2 separate regions of the Sus scrofa genome follow, and region 1 is linked to region 2. A link is a contact called in public Hi-C data. All regions are on one chromosome and are shown on one strand. The core of a region is the stretch at or near the end of the contact, and the rest is flanking DNA. Distances in the headings are between cores, read along the strand shown. Region 1 overlaps TANC1 (protein TANC1). Region 2 overlaps TANC1 (protein TANC1).

Region 1 (3,337 bases), core at 262-2,761, 98 kb after region 2:
CCCCTCCACTACAGTTGACATTTACTGCCACATAAAGTTCCTAGCTTAGTCTGGCTGTCAGAGAGCCTGCCAACTAGAGCCACGAGGGAAGCAGGAGGTGGGGGTGGGGGGGGAAGCAGGGAGGAGTCACTAGGACTTGAGGTGCAGATGGATGTGGTGAGAGGGATGGTGAAGGCGATAGGAAGAGGATTTTGACACCACTGCCTTAGGCCTGGTCTCACCCCAGCCCAGGGGTCTTCAGAGAGACAGCAGGGCCCTGGAGTAGCAGATATAGGTTAGAATTCGCTCCCACTCAGCTGAGTAACTCTAAGCTAGTTCACTGGGTGCCAGCCGCCACAGTAAGTGTGCAGTACCCACTTGGCTCCCTGCTCTTTTTAGCACAGCAGCTTTATGACCACTTACATTAGAGCTTGTTCTCACACGGCTTGTAATTGCATCTTCTGTTTTAACATAAAGGCAGTTTGTAGCCGCCCTGGCTGACTTGCGAGAAGCTGTGAAACTCTGCCCCACCAACCAGGAGATCAGGAGACTCCTGGCCCGCGTAGAGGAGGAATGCAAGCAGCTCCAGAGGAGTCAGCAGCAAAAGCAGCAGGGCCCGCAGCCAGCTCCGCCCACCGACTCGGACAATGAAGAGGACACCCCAGCCCCCGGCCTGAGCGACCCCCTGCATCTTGAGGAGGCTGAAGAGGAAGAAACTTCCCCGCAGGAAGAATCCGTTCCCCTGGCTCCAAGGTCCCAGCCGTCCTCATCTGCCCCCTCCCCTTATATCCGAAACCTTCAAGAAGGGCTACAGTCCAAAATCAGGCCAGCATCGCCACAGAATCGGCCCGGAATCTGCAAGCCCCCCAGGGAGCCGGTGGCTCAGCCGGGGCTGACTGTACAGCCCAGCAGGCAGGCTCAGATCGTGAAAACCAGCCAGCACCTGGGATCTGGACCATTAAGCATGAGAAATGGCAGCTCGAAAATGCCGGTCCCCTCTCAGAATCCTCCCCCGAGTCCCATGCCAGGTAGGCTCCCTGGTAGCAGAAACCAGCATCTGGAGGGAGCAGGTCCCTTCACTGTGGGAGCTGCTTCTAGCCACTTTGGAGATCGGCCAGGGCCCAGCCACAGCGTCCAGCAACAAGCCAGTGAGAGTGACGCCACATGCCCTTTACCAAGCAAGATAAAAACTGCAGACAGGCTTCTGCCTCACGCTGCTGTGGCTGTGGATGTGGCCCCTCTAAACCCAGGAGGGCACGTGAGCTGCAGCGACGTGCGTCACCCAGCCTCCCTCACCAGCTCAGGCTCTTCCGGTTCCCCGTCAAGCAGCATCAAGATGTCAAGTTCAACCAGTAGTTTGGCTTCAAGCAGCAGTTTTTCAGATGGCTTCAAGGTCCCAGGGCCAGATGCTCGAATTAAAGACAAGGTTGGGAACCAGATTCCGAGCGGCACAGCCGAGCACAGACCACGCAACACTCCGTTCATGGGCATCATGGATAAGACCGCGAGGTTCCAGCAGCAGGGCCATCCTCCTAGCCGCGCCTGGCACTGTGCAGTGCCAGAAGGGCTGCTGACAAACTCACCTTCTGCAGCTGGCCTGCAGTCCTCGAACACAGAGAAGCCCTCTCTTAAACAAGCAGGAGGATACAGTAGCCAAGCCAAAACCTGTTCTGTTTCTACCCTGGCTGCAGGTGTCCACAATGGGGCACAGGCAAAGGAGCTAGAAGAAAAGAAGTGCCAAATTCCTGTCCACTGTCAAGACAGCAGGATAACTAAGACTGTTTCTCATCTGTATCAGGAAAGTATCTCCAAACAGCAGCCTCATATCAGCAATGAAGCCCACAGGAGTCACCTCCCTTCAGGAAAACCAAAGCGATCATTTATAGAATCAAATGTGTGAGCCTTAAGAGAGACCCATTTGTAGTATTTGGGAAAACAGTGTGTTGGCTTCTGGTGGTGATTAAATGATTGTTCATGAGGAAAATTACTTTTTAGCTATGTATTTTTCCCCCCAGGGGTGGATCAGATGCCAGTGATATATTAAAAACGTGGGATTAAATTTCTTTGATAAATAGATAGATGTCACCAGAAATAAGAATGCTAACCAGAATTGGAAACCAGAGTAATGTCTATTATGTTAAAAACCTAACACAGCCAAGAAGACATTAACCCATGCTTTTCTCTTATGAAATTGTTTGGTTTTTATCATTTTTCTCCTAGCCTTTGCTATGTGGTAAGATCATATTATTTCTTAGAGAATGTAAATGTCTAGTGATAGGTTTAACTCATGCTATAATATCCAGGTGTTGTGTTATAGAAAACATGGAATTTTTTTCTTTTTTTTTTTTCCAGGGCCGCAGGTGCAGCCTATAGAAGTTACCAGGGTAGGGGTCGAATTGGAGCTATAGCTGCCAGCCATGCCATGCTGGATCCTTACCCCACTGAGCGACGCTAGGGACTGAACCCACATCCTCAAGGATACGAGTTGGGTGTGTTTCCACTGAGCCACAATGGGAACTTCCAAAGATGGAATTTTCAAGTTACACTTCCATTGAGGAGTCACATCACTCCCCCCCCTCCCCTGCAAGCCGTAAATGTTACATAGCTTGTTTGTTTTTCAAGCAAAATATGAGAACATCCAAGTATTGTTCCCTTCATAGCTTATGTTTAACTTCTGTTATGGTTTTCATTAAAAATATTTTAACAGCCCCTCTTGGAACTATATTCCTACTTCAAGGTGTTCTTAATATTTGGAAACAGTACAAACCGTTTGGAATCATGACGGGTGGTTAAGTTGAATTTAGACTTAAATACTAGGAATATAGCATTCTCGGTGACATGTAAATTAGCTCTCAACTGGTTCCCAAACTGCTTTTATCAATGATGGCACTCCTGGACCAAGCCTTCCAAGGTCCTTTAAGGACAGTATTTAATTTGGATACTTAGGGTGTGGTCAGTTGTTGCTTTTGTTCTATTATACAATTATTATAGTCACATGTTGTACATAGGAAATAGCCAAGTTGTATTCAGACTTGTAAATATAACTATTTCAAAAAGTTAATCTTTTAAAAAAAAGTCATATTTGCATGTTCTTTTAAGCTTTGTCCATGCTGGTTATTGCACTGAATGATATATTATGGCATGTTAACAGTATACCGGTAACAGCACTTTATCTCACTTATATGAACACCTTTGAGGTGCTACTTAAGTCTAAATTGATGCATTATTCATATGTAAAGATAAGGTACAGGAATGAACCTTGATTTAAAGGTATTTTTATATGAAAATGGTGTGCTATTGGAGGATGTTAAAATGCTAGTTTGAGAGAAGTGGGAGTGTATTTGAATGTTGGGGGTGT
Region 2 (3,409 bases), core at 70-2,569:
TATACCAGTGCCTTGTTGAGCTGCCCAGTGGTGGTTGGGAGGCAGAGCAGCTAGACGAGCCCATTTCAAGATAATACCTTACAGTCTTATTTTTAAGAGCCTCTTGCCTTAAACAGTCAGTAGCCACATTCCATACTTTATGGGTAATTATTATTGTCGTATTGGATTCTGGTTAATTTTCGGGGATTGACCTGATAACACTTGGTTTACGTAAAGGAGGGAAGTTATTTTACTTTAAGGTGGCTCATGCTTGGGAATGTTGAGCATTTCATTTTAAACAAAAAGCTGTGTGCAGAAAGGTGCTGGGCAGTCGTTTCTCCTGAGTAAGGGGATGTTGGGGGATGAGTTTTTCACTTTTGACCTCCGTTGTTGCAAAAATTTGGCTACTTCGTTGAGGAGTTTTTCATTTCAGCAGCATAGAACTCAGTGTCACTGTGGTTTAATAGATGGTGGCTTAGTGTAACATCAGTGGCTCCTAACTGGTGGGGCTGCCAGTTGTCCTGTCTTGTGGTCCCTCTGGTCAGCTCATGGACTCTGGACACCCTTTGTCATAGAGCCTCCTGTGCAATGGAAACAGTAGTTCTTCTCCGGTTTACTCTGATTCCTCAGGGTTCCTTTTTTAACCTATTTTGGCTGTTTTCTTTTAGGGTAGGGTCTTTCCTCCACTATCTGTGATCCTGGTTTGTGTTTAAAAATAAATCTGGTTGAAAGGGAGCTGTGTGTAAGTGTGTGTGTGTGTGTGTGTGTGTGTGTGTGTTGAGGGCAGCCTTTGTAGTGGTGTGATTCATCAGGAATCCACCATTTCTTTGGGGGCCCGTCCTCAAATGTGATTTTATAGGTCTTTTCTCCCAGAGAGGGATCCTCTAATCCCTTCCTGCAAGCTTGCTGTCAGCGTGTTCACAGCCTGGGGTAGGGGTGGGGGTGTGTGGAGAGATGCATCTGGGACACATGCATCTGCACATAGAATGTTTTTTTCTTTTCTTTTCTTCTTTTTTTTTTTTCCCATCTTTTCTAGAGCCACACCAGTGGCATATGGAGGTTCCCAGGCTAGGGGTCGAATCAGAGCTGTAGCTGCTGACGTACACCAGAGCCACAGCAACCACAGCAACGTGGGTTCCAAGCCACATCTGCGACCTACACCACAGCTCACAGCAACGCCAGATCCTCAACCCACTGAACAAGGCCAGGGATCGAACCTGCGTCCTGTCCTCATGCATGCCAGTCAGATGTCATTTCTGCTGAGCCACAACGGGAACTCCTGCATGGAGAATGTGTCTTAATCCCAGTGTTTGAGTGTAGCACTCGAGAGTTTGGGTTTGAAATTCACCCTTTCCAGGGAAAAAGTCTGCTTCTGGTAGAAGGAGGGAATGCTTCCTGGCTAGGAAAGGGTTCTGGGGGTCTTAGTCTATCTTCAGGAGCTTTCTACCCTATGCTCCTGCCTTCAGAGGTGTCTGTTATGTGCGAGGCTCAGTCCTCTCTCCCTGCCATTTCTCCCCCTCCCCCCCCGAAGCTTTTTCTGCTGTGTTCAGTCCACGCTCCTTGGCAACCTGTTTCCACTTTCAGAAGTTTGGTTTCTTGCCTGTGGTTGTCTTCTTTCCCCACTGGTCTCTCTTAAATCCCTTTACTGCAGCTTTAATGGTGTTTTGAAAGGGAGTGAGGGCAAACGAGCATTCATCTGCTGTGTTTAATGGAAAGTGCCCAAAGATTCTCTAACGAGCGATTGAGAGGGGAAAGAATAAAACCTCTCCAGTTATAAATTTATCTGGCTTTATAGCATTTGAGATTCAGCTGTTTGTGAAAAGCAATTTATATAAAAGGAGCATGTTGGAGAGCACTGGTTTATATTCACTCCGTAATATCTCAACTCCTAGTAAAAGAGGAGATCAGAGACAAATAAGAATGAATAAAAGATTTGCCCCGCCTGTGGATTGGGTGGTGGAAGGTTCCAGTGCCCTGGCATTTTCTAGGATCGCCTGTTTAATCCTGATTTCTTGTTTTATAAGTGCTGAATGGTGAATTCAATATATGGGTTTCAAACCTGCACTGACGACAGAACTGGTTGAATTCTTGCTCATGCATGAGCCATGAGCAAATTGTTTAACTGATTTGATCCTCAGCCTCCTGACCTAAAAATGGGGGAAATGGTGCTTTTCTCTCAAAATTATTGGGGTTGAAACAATGAATGTACATACATGCTTAGCGTAGTGTGACCACTGAATACAGTGTTAATGACTTTGTTGCATTCTGGGTCTCCTTTCCTTTCCAGCCTCACTGTTCCCTGTGTCAGGCACTGTGCCAGGGCTGGGAGCCAGAGCAACCTGGCCTCTGCTCTCCTGGATTTTCCCCTTAGAGCTGAAGGCTCCCTGATTCATCTTTCAGCTCTGGGACGTACTGAGATCCAAGTTGGGGAGGAAGGGGGCCATATTTGAACCTAGGTCTGCCCAGCTCCTGAGGCTCTGCTCTTAACACCATTACTCAATGTTGAGTGTTTCTTACAGCAAGTGGTCAGCCTCTGACTAGAACAGTTATAGACAAGCAGTTGGGCATAGATGCTTTCTGAAGGCTCTCAGTGACCTAGGGGTTCGATGTTCCAGCCTTTCCTAACAACCATTATACATCCTTGTGAAATAGCCCACATTTTAAGAGAGTGCTTACTATTAGAGAACATTTGAAGGATGTGGGGTAGGATTGGAGGTAGATTGGAGCCTGGAAGTAGATCTCTTTAGATTTGGTGTTACTATATATACCCTAAAGAGTTGAGGGGAGCAGAAAGTGCATGGTTGCTGGTTGGGGCAGTTTGAATCATTGGACAATAATCATAAAAGGCTTTAGCTCCCTTGGGTCCTTTAGATGGAGAAGAACAGATGCCCTTGATCTCTTCCGCCGTAGGGAGTAGGTTCGGGAACCAAGAGTGTAGAAGGTTCTTGTCTTTGTCCTGGGTCCATTTCTGCTTACCCTATGAAGACCCTTCTTCCTAATTGTTGTCTTCTTCACAGCAAATATCCTTGTTTCTCTTCTCTCCCCAGTCTTTCCCCCCATGCATATTTATATATGGATAAGTGTATATTTTTGATAAAATCAGAATTATATTTTGTATACTGTTATATAGCTTACATGTTCCATTTATCTTCCTTCTCCCTCCAATAACCATTTCATTTTAATCTTTTTGTCTTTTTTTTTTTTTTTTTTTTTTTTTGTCGTTGTTGTTGTTGTTGTTGCTATTTCTTGGGCCGCTCCCTCGGCATATGGAGGTTCCCAGGCTAGGGGTTGAATCGGAGCTGTAGCCACCGGCCTACGCCAGAGGCACAGCAACGCAGGATCCGAGCCGCGTCTGCAACCTACACCACAGCTCACGGCAACGCCAGATCGTTAACCCACTGAGCAAGGGCAGGGACCGAACCCGCAACCT

The links. A called contact is a pair of places that touch in the nucleus more often than the background predicts.
Region 1: a Hi-C map of fetal heart ventricle shows a contact between it and region 2, with 4 times the contacts expected there. The contact joins two enhancer-like sites. A contact is called at or near these places in 3 of 47 Hi-C or Micro-C datasets (embryonic fibroblasts, fetal heart ventricle and heart right ventricle) and 1 of 2 datasets of contacts at active chromatin or transcription factors (skeletal muscle).

The regions. Positions count from the first base shown.
Region 1 is chr15:66,161,925-66,165,261 of Sscrofa11.1, forward strand. It overlaps TANC1 (protein TANC1), which reads left to right. Exons shown (of 26, transcript XM_021074763.1): 26 at 457-3,337. The coding sequence ends at 1,879. It also overlaps a transcript of WDSUB1 not described here. Among named protein-coding and RNA genes, the nearest start is that of WDSUB1, 76 kb to the right of the region's middle. Within about 2 kb of position 1,512, at least 13 of the 83 cell types and tissues checked have an H3K27ac peak or open chromatin away from gene starts, as enhancers often do.
Region 2 is chr15:66,063,917-66,067,325 of Sscrofa11.1, forward strand. The region is part of intron 3 of TANC1 (protein TANC1); the gene reads left to right. Among named protein-coding and RNA genes, the nearest start is that of TANC1, 150 kb to the left of the region's middle. Within about 2 kb of position 1,320, at least 4 of the 83 cell types and tissues checked have an H3K27ac peak or open chromatin away from gene starts, as enhancers often do.